Regions from separate parts of the Mus musculus genome. Here region 1 is linked to region 2. The links are chromatin contacts, called in public HiChIP or PLAC-seq maps. All regions are on one chromosome and are shown on one strand. The core of a region is the stretch at or near the end of the contact, and the rest is flanking DNA. Distances in the headings are between cores, read along the strand shown. Region 1 holds the start of B3gat1 (beta-1,3-glucuronyltransferase 1 (glucuronosyltransferase P)). Region 2 holds the start of Tbx20 (T-box 20).

What was found. HiChIP or PLAC-seq counts read pairs in DNA pulled down with a chosen protein or histone mark.
Region 1: an H3K4me3 HiChIP or PLAC-seq map of embryonic forebrain shows a contact between it and region 2, with 4 times the contacts expected there. The contact joins the promoter of B3gat1 here to the promoter of Tbx20 in region 2. A contact is called at or near these places in 1 of 39 promoter capture datasets (pre-B cells) and 1 of 115 datasets of contacts at active chromatin or transcription factors (embryonic forebrain).

The regions. Positions count from the first base shown.
Region 1 is chr9:26,730,874-26,735,077 of GRCm38.p6, reverse strand. B3gat1 (beta-1,3-glucuronyltransferase 1 (glucuronosyltransferase P)) reads right to left here and starts at 1,270. Exons shown (of 7, transcript NM_001310766.1): 1 at 901-1,270. Gm48393 (a long non-coding RNA gene) reads left to right here and starts at 2,195. Exons shown (of 4, transcript XR_003948112.1): 1 at 2,195-4,060.
Region 2 is chr9:24,772,305-24,776,475 of GRCm38.p6, reverse strand. It overlaps Tbx20 (T-box 20), which reads left to right and starts at 2,173. Exons shown (of 8, transcript NM_194263.2): 1 at 2,173-2,757. The coding sequence starts at 2,631. Gm29824 (a long non-coding RNA gene) reads right to left here and starts at 752. Exons shown (of 3, transcript XR_870586.1): 1 at 525-752; 2 at 6-121.

The sequences.
Region 1 (4,204 bases), core at 21-2,520, 2.0 Mb before region 2:
CTCAAGCATGGGGGAATCCACTGTCAACAAAAAGCCCTGCTCAAGGTCCTGTGCCTTTAGAAATCTGGGGGGTCATCTCAGCTCCACCTTCTATAAGCTGTCCAGTGAGTGCACTAGGACTAGATCCGGCTAAGAAAGTGGTAGCTCATGAAAACCAAGTTCCTGTAGGTGGGTGGGGTGAGTTGGGAGTGGGTGGGCTCTTGACCTGAGCTGCTTAAGAGGAGTCTGACACTCCGGTTCCCTGGGGTGCGGGATCTGATACTTTTTCCTCTTACTTCACATCTCAGTTTCCTTTTCTGAACTTGTATGATCAAGTGCACAGAGGAAGGTAATGACCTGGCCCTGCCTCCTTCCGCTTTACTGCACTGAAGGTCTCTAAGATTCACTGTCACTTTCCACATCTCTTGGCTCCCAGCACCCACAGGAAAGATGAGCGTCACTTGGTTCCCCTGAAAAGAATTAATTTGTAAATGTCCAGGAAAGACAGAGAGATTGGGGTCCCTGCCGGTGAGTAGGGGTGCAGCTAGAGCTGACCCCTTCTCCTATAATCCTATGGGCCACTAAGAACCACCTGCTGAGGTGGCAAGGGACAGAAGAGCTAAGAGAAAGACCAGTTGTTAGAAGACTCAGAGAACCAGTTCTTGCCTTCATCCTAATGGAGCGGGGCAGGCAGCATCCGAGCTTTATTTCCTATCCTCTCAGGTGCAGGCCCTGCCAGCCGGCCCTATTTCCCGATGGATGTTCCTATTTTGTGCAACACACACACACACACACACACACACACACACACACACACACACCGCGCGCGCACGCGGGCGGACATGGCGTGGGTACTGATGGGGACGCATAAAGGGGCTCTGTGCACCGCGGAGGTGGGGGCTCAGGGCGCCGGACACTGACCTGCGGCAGCGAGTCCATATCGTCCCTGGCGCAGTCCATAGCGGGTGGCAGTCCTATACCCTGGCCCCAGCGACCCAAGGCTGCTGCCCTGCGATGCGCGCGCTTCTCTCTCGAGGCGTTCTCCGGTTCCGTGCCCTCGGGGGCCACTTCATAGCCGCGGGCCCACTCGTCCGCAGCCCCGGCCGGCCCGCTATCACGGCCCCGCTGCTTCTGGGCTCAGCCAGGCAGCGGCCAGAACCCTGGAGCGCGCAGGAGGGCGCGGGTGGCGAGGCGCGGGGCGGCGATCGGAGCCCCAAGAGGCGACGCGCGGGCCGGCCGGGCCGGGATGGCTGGGCGCGCGGCCGGAGCCCAGCCGAGCGGGCCAGCGCGTGGTGCCCTCGGCGCTGGCGGCGGCGGATGCGCGGTGCGGCCGCGGCTGTGACAGCGCCTCCCGCCCCGCCCCCACGCACCCCGCCCCCGCGAGCGCGAGCTGCCGGCGGGACCCGAGCCACTCGCGGTCCGTACCAACCTCGCGGGCTGAGGCGGGGGCCGACGCTGGACCCCCTCCTCTAGCTTGGTATCACCTCCCTGCTCTCTCCTCTGTGGCCCTCCCTCTGGGGCGTCTGGGACTTCGTTTGGATGCTGGAGTGGCCTCGGGCGGGGCCCAGGGCACCCCAGCTTTGGCTCGAGTGAGAGCGCGCCCGCCCTGCCGGCACCCCCAGCTCACCCGCCTCCATCCTTCAATCCTGGCTGCTCAGGCCCCTGGCTTGGCAGCTTCTCTCAAAGGGCGATTGTTTCCGGGCTGGGATGCTGAGGGTTTGGGGGTTGCGGTGGGGCACGGTTCTGCGGGACTAAGACACTGAGCTGGAATGAGTGCGGCTGTGAAAGAGGGTGCGGCCCCCAGCTTGGCTTCGGGCAATCCGAAGTGGATACAGGGTTGTTTGTATGGGTCGGAGGTAGGAGTCCCCAAGGAGCCTGCCAGTGGGGCAGCCCCACCTGTGGGCACTGCTTCTTTCTTTTAAGGATATGCCAAAATGTTGAGGGTCACTCTGCTTTCCCGCCCCCCAGCACTGGGCATCTAACAAGGAGGCAGGAGGCACAGTCTGGTGCAGAATGAAGAGATGGCCAATGTGGGTGGGCAGGCCATCCAGGAATTTCTAGGTATTGGGGGGCTGGGATGCTGGGATGCTAGGATACAGGGAGTTTCTCTCTCTCTCTCTCTCTCTCTCTCTCTCTCTCTCTCTCTCTCTGTCTCTGTCTCTCTCTGTCTCTGTCTCTCTCTCTCTCTCTCTCTCTCTCTCTCTCTCTCTCTCTCTCTCTCTCTCTCTCTCTCTCTCCCTCTCTCTCTGCCATGCAGTCATCCAGTGGGAGATTTCTAAATGCTATTGTCTACTTGCCAGAGCCTAAGATGCCATCCATGCACCTTCAGGTTTATATTGCTGATAGTCCTCACTGACACCTGTGGTCAGGGCCTTCAGCTGTGTCCTCTTCAAAACTCCAAAAGACCAGCTCCACCGCTAGGCATTGCTGGGTTGAAACGTACTTTATACTGTGGGCTGAGGCTGAGCCCACAGCTCTTCACCATCACCTCTGCCTATCAGGATGAAGCCTGGTTCTCCTCTTGGGTGAAGTTGAGTGGTGTAAAGGCTCTAGAATCAATTCTGTTCTTCAAGGCTTTGAGGTTAGGTAGTAGTCACAGTTTACAACATCCCATAGAAAATACAGAATTACTGTCTCTAGAGAGAGGCTTTCTCCAGACTCTTCTCCCCTTACTCCATACCAGGGAGCCCAGGGCATGCTGTCTTGCTGCATCTCCTTGAGGAAACCATACCACCCAAAATTACTAAGTGACAGGGCAGAGATGATCTTGGAGGCTGATTCTTACCAACAGGGAAGCTGATGCCCACAGACAGGAGCATCCATGTGTGGGGTCACACTCACTCATATCTCTGCCCAGGATGGTGCCAAATCCCCAGGTTGGGGATTCAGGACAATGCTGGAATAATGAATGGGTTAAAGGCACTACCTAAGTGACCTCTGGGCCTGTCTCTTTAGTAATAAGACAGGTTTTCGGTAAGCCGACAGGATCTTGTCTGGTCCCACAGGCTTCGGCCAGCAAATGTCCTCTGGTTGTTCTATGGGGTGGCTTCCCCTCTAACTTCTCTAGCCTGGCATTCAACCAGATGGAGCAGGAATGGTTGCAAGTTTTATCGCACCATTCTTGTGAGAACAACAGTGATAATAAAACCCCATTCTGGAAACATGTCTTGAAAGTTAGCCTGGGGCTGTTTATGGTATTTTTTTTGTATTTATAAAGCCAACTTTGAAACCATAATATGATATTAAAATTAGCATGAGAAGGCTCAGCGGAGAGACCACAGCCTGACATTTATTTGAAACTATTCTACAGGTATGGACCCAAAGATACATGTGTATCTATGTAGATGCAACATGTGCCCAAAATACAGATACATAAGTTACCACAATAAAACCAGTGCAAACAAATAGTGTGCATTTGTATACATCATGTGTATGTGTGAATGTATGCACATACCTGCCTGCTCCCACCTGGATACACCCACCAGTCTTTATCAGGGTGCCGAGCCATAGTTATCATTTTTCTGTGTTCTTTGTTAGTTGAAGGGCAGCAGTGTTTCCATTCCACATCTGGATTTCTTGCATCCCTACAACTTGGTCCTTGTTCCAAACATCTGGAGAAGCTCCTAGATCTAGGAGCTTTGAATGTTGCATCTCTCTTTATTTTCCCCTCCTCTGAAGAGTAAATAGCCCCTCTTCTCAGAGGCTCCCAAAGACTAGCACCAGAATGTTTAGTATGCAAGCCTTCTGGGACAAGCTGTTATATGTTTATTGTGTAGTTAAGAAGGACAGGAGCCCTGCCCCATCCTCTGATTTTGGCACAGTTTCCAAAATCTGAATCTCAGAAGGATCTCATAAAAGCATCACCTGCAGTGTAAAAGCTAAAAAAACATCTGGGACTAGATCACCTGTGCCCAAATTTAATACGACTAGCAATTAGTCTTGCTGGCTCATTGTTCCCCTAGCTGGCCCTTTGCTTGGCTCTCTTTCATCAGTAGCTTTGTTATGCTCCAGGGCTGCCATTGGTGGTTTCTTTTCAGGCCATCTTTTTCTTCTCAGCTAACTATGCAAGGAACTAGAACAGGTAAGCCATGTTCTCACCCAGGTCTGTGCCCTACCCTCTCAGCTGTCTGATGGCTGGGGCCCCTGTTTTTAGGCAGTCACCTGCTATCCCTGCTCTTACATTGGGACTCATCATTAGTGATTTCGCTGCCATGAATGGACAGGC
Region 2 (4,171 bases), core at 924-3,423:
CTCACCTCTGGCCTATGGCTTTGTTTAAGTGTTCATTTCAATTCCTTCAGCTTGCTGTCTCCTCCCACTTGCGCAGTCTCTTCTGCTTTTGAGTGATTTTCTGCCCACAAACATCCTAGAACTGGGACACAGTGGCACTTGTAGGAAAAGGGAAAGCAAGTTCAGCAATTCTGCTTTCCTGTGCTCAGTCTGCTTCTCTGAAACTGATGTATCTTTCAGGATGCCATTCCAACAATCTAAGCTGCTAAGGTAGTAAAGACAGTACCTCCCCTTATAAGATGGAATAATAGTTTTATTAATTAGGGTGTAACAACACAGTGAGCTATTGAAAACTAGATCCAACCAACAAAATCTACATTAGTTGAAACATTATATCAAGGTCTAAGTAAACCTCTCTCTCCCAAATTAAAAAAACAAAAACAAAAACTCTCTTCTTCAAATAAATCCATCTTCCTTGACAAACTCTAAAAAAATCAGACAAGAAGCAAACCAATGGGAACCTTACAATAAAAAGAAAACACTACCTTGATTGAGACATTGTATCTAAGGCCAGGAGAGATGGATGAGCAGCTAAAAGCATTTGCTCCTCTTTAGAGATCTGGAGGACTTCACTCCCTAGCACCCACACAGAGGGCTCACAACAGCCTGTAATCCCAGCTCCAGGAGATCTGATACTCTCTACTGACTTGCACACACTTATGAGTCCAGAGATTCCTGACCTGTGGGGAGGAGAGGGGAATGACTGGGACATGGTTGGAGGATGGGGGAGACTTGCAAAAAAGAGACACTGCTCTGCCAACTTGTCACCTTCGATCTTTTCAAAGTAGTTGGTCCAGACAAGGAAAAAAAAAAAAAACCTTCTAGTATGAAAAGTCTGCAGTTTTACTAATTTCTAATTTCCCTCAACATTGACACATTACAACCCAAATGCTGAAACGAGCAAACATAGACAGGATGGCCAGGCCAGTCTAAATCAGAACTTCCTCAGATGCCAACATTCTGTTTACACGGGATGTTCTTCATAGTTATTCTGGCTCTCGATTTCGCCCATAACTATGTTTCGGGAGCTGTGAAGAGGATGCAATGGGAGACAGGGTATGTCTTTCTTTTTATGTTCTTCACCCCACCCCTCCCCTACCCCCTTAAGACCTACCAAGAGGTTCCTAATCGCCAGATCAACTGGCTGGAAAGGAGAGCAAATATTTACAAGTATAGCTTGAGTGTGTGTGTCCTCTAGAGTTTACATGGTTGAGAGTGAAGCGGATTACCCCGCGAATTTGGAGAATTCGAATTATTTAGACTGAGCAAGGCCAACAGGACTCCCTCCACAAGGCTGTGGGAAGTCCTTAGCCCAGTCTGCGTCTGCAAGGCAGATAGATGGTTCCGTGTGGGGGGGGGGCGGGGGAGGAGCCAGAAAGTCACTATGCATCGCATGGTCCCCTTAGAGCTCCAAGTCCTGACCCCCCCTCCTTGCTTCAGGCCACTTCCCTACTTTCAGAGTCTCCAGAATAGAAAACCCAGACTAGAAGGGAAACAAACCACCACACAGCAGAAAGCCAGGTTCGCCAAAAACAAAATCAACAAAAACAAACAAAAAATCAAAACAAAGTATCCTTCCTACAGGCACCCTGCAGCTCAGCATTCTTTCCCAGAGCCCTGCCTCTCCAGCTCTCTGTGAAAAGAGACATAACTTGGGGACTGTCAAGTAGGGGACCTAGCACTAGGCACTGTGCTGCGTCACCAGGTTAATGCCGCTCAGCGATGAGGAATTTGCTCTACTGGGCCCTTCTCAACTATTTGGGAGCTCCAGTAGGAAAGGTAGAAAATGCGGAACTCAGTAGGACTTCCTTTGGTGACATTCAGTCCAGAGCAACGCAAATGCCTGTTTCTGGGTAGCAGTGAAAGTGCCTCTCTAGACAGCGCATGCTTCCCTCCTGCGGGATCTGAGACTCTGGGCGGAGGCGGTCCGGCTAGCTCCGCCACCCTGTTCACTGTGCGTCTTCTCCGGCTCTCCACCGGGAGCGCAGAGGCAGGAGGGCGCAGTGCCCTAGGCGCTCTCTCCCTGCGCCGCTCGGCCCCGCCCCACTCCGCACAGTCTGGAAGCAGTGACGTGAGACCACGCTGACTGGCTGCTGCCCGCAGGGATGGCCACCGCCAGCAAATTAAGGCGCGAGGCAGCAGGCGCCTAGGCACAGTTTAGGTCGCGCCTTGCTGCGCTCTGCAGAGAGGAGATCCGACTCCCTGGTTTCCGCACCCTCTAGAGTCCCACGCCGATCGTCACCTCCTCGGACTTGGGCCACTCAGCGGACCCAAGGAGGGAAGGGAGGGAGAACTCGGCGTGGGTGCTGGGGACCCCGCGTTTTGCGCAGTGGGCTTACAGTTTTGAGTTCCCGGCTGGTCCCCACCCTGCTTTCCTGCTGGTTCGAAGTCTCTGCGGCTCCCCTGCTTTGCTCTAGTGGACTGGAGAGGCCATCAAAACCTGGGAACGGACGCTTCGGGGGGGTCCCCAGTTCCGCTTTGCTTGCTCTCTGGAACTTTGAGCTGCAGTTTCGGGTCTTTGTCTCCCTTTGGGGAAGCTGGACTGTGGTTTGTCAGTCCAGGTTCCTGAGCAGGACCGCACGCTGGGAACCATGGAGTTCACGGCGTCGCCCAAGCCCCAGCTCTCCTCTCGAGCCAATGCCTTCTCCATCGCCGCGCTTATGTCCAGCGGCGGCCCCAAGGAGAAGGAGGCAGCAGAGAACACCATCAAACCCCTGGGTAAGTCGGGGTACTAGGCAGTCAGTATGGGCCCTGCTAATCTGTTTCCCGGGTGCGGGCAGTTTGCTCCGCGGGAAGCAAAGGTGGCTTTTTCTACCGTCTGGATCTACTGCTAAGTCTCAGAGTATGGACCAGAATTCGGTCCTGGGAGAAAGACTTTTTTTTTTTCTTTTCCTCTCAAGTTTTCTTTGGAGGCTTCACCATCAATTAAAGGTAGTGAATTCTCACTACCGGCTTGTGTTTGTATTCGCTTTCCCCAGTTTCTTGGAATCTCGACATCACTTAGATAGTATGAATGCTGTACAAATTTGTTTGTTTGAATGAAAACAAATTCAAGGACAAGTAAGGGTTAAGATTCGGGATCCACGGTGGTATATAACACCCAAGCCTGCGCTTGGAATCAAAGACTCTGAGACTTCACAAGAAGCCAGTTTAATTTTTCTATCACAATTAACAGTCTTAATATGTCTGAAAAGGACTATAAAATAGGCCGGTTTTTCCACGCAAGAGCCGGCTTTTTTTTTTTTTTTTTTTTTTGGTCAGGAACCCCCATTTTATACTTGCGATTTTCAATTGAGACTGGCAAGGCCTCCCCAAATTCCTCGAAATTTAACACTGTCTCTATAAAAACTGTTTTCTTTACAGAGGAAACTAGGCACAGATTAAAGAGAGATGAGCGGTGAGGGTGTCTTGAGCACACGAGAGTTGTATAAAAGCAACTGCTCAGGATAGGGGTTCTGAAAACCCTTACAACCCAGGGAAAATGAGTTGCTATTCTAAGGGCCTTGGTAATAATTATCGCACACCCTAATCGCCGACTATCAGAAATCAAGTAGCTAAGTTAAGACAGTTGAAAAAAGTCATCACTTTTTTCTTTTTCGCTATCCCTTCCCAACTCTAATACATTTCACATCCAAGATAAACACTAGAGAAGAAAGGGGCTTGGGAAACTAAGGAGTTTACACAGTGACAGGAGATTACTAAAGTCCAAAACAACAGTGGTACCAAGGAGATGTAAGACAGGGAAATGAGTGTGAATAAGAACTCCTAACTTCCACCTAAGTCAAGATCTGCGAAGGCAATGTGAGCAAGCCAACAAATCCTGATTATTTAGAGAGAGCATTGGCTACTACTGTCCAAGTTGGACCTGCTGAGGCTTCCGATCATTATCCTTGTACTTAGGGAATTTAATACCCCCATCTCATTTTGGTACCCAGTAGGAAAAGAAGATCTCAGGTCAAAATTCCTGACAAACATGTGAGCAGTGGTCTGGAAGCTTGCCAGCTCCACTACTCTCATTTCTGTATCAGTTCTTTAACTAGTTTTCTAAATAAAACAGAATAAAACAAAGCAACAACAAAAAATGTTCTTCAATCAAAATTACAAATTTTAAATGCTAAGCCAATCCTAGCTC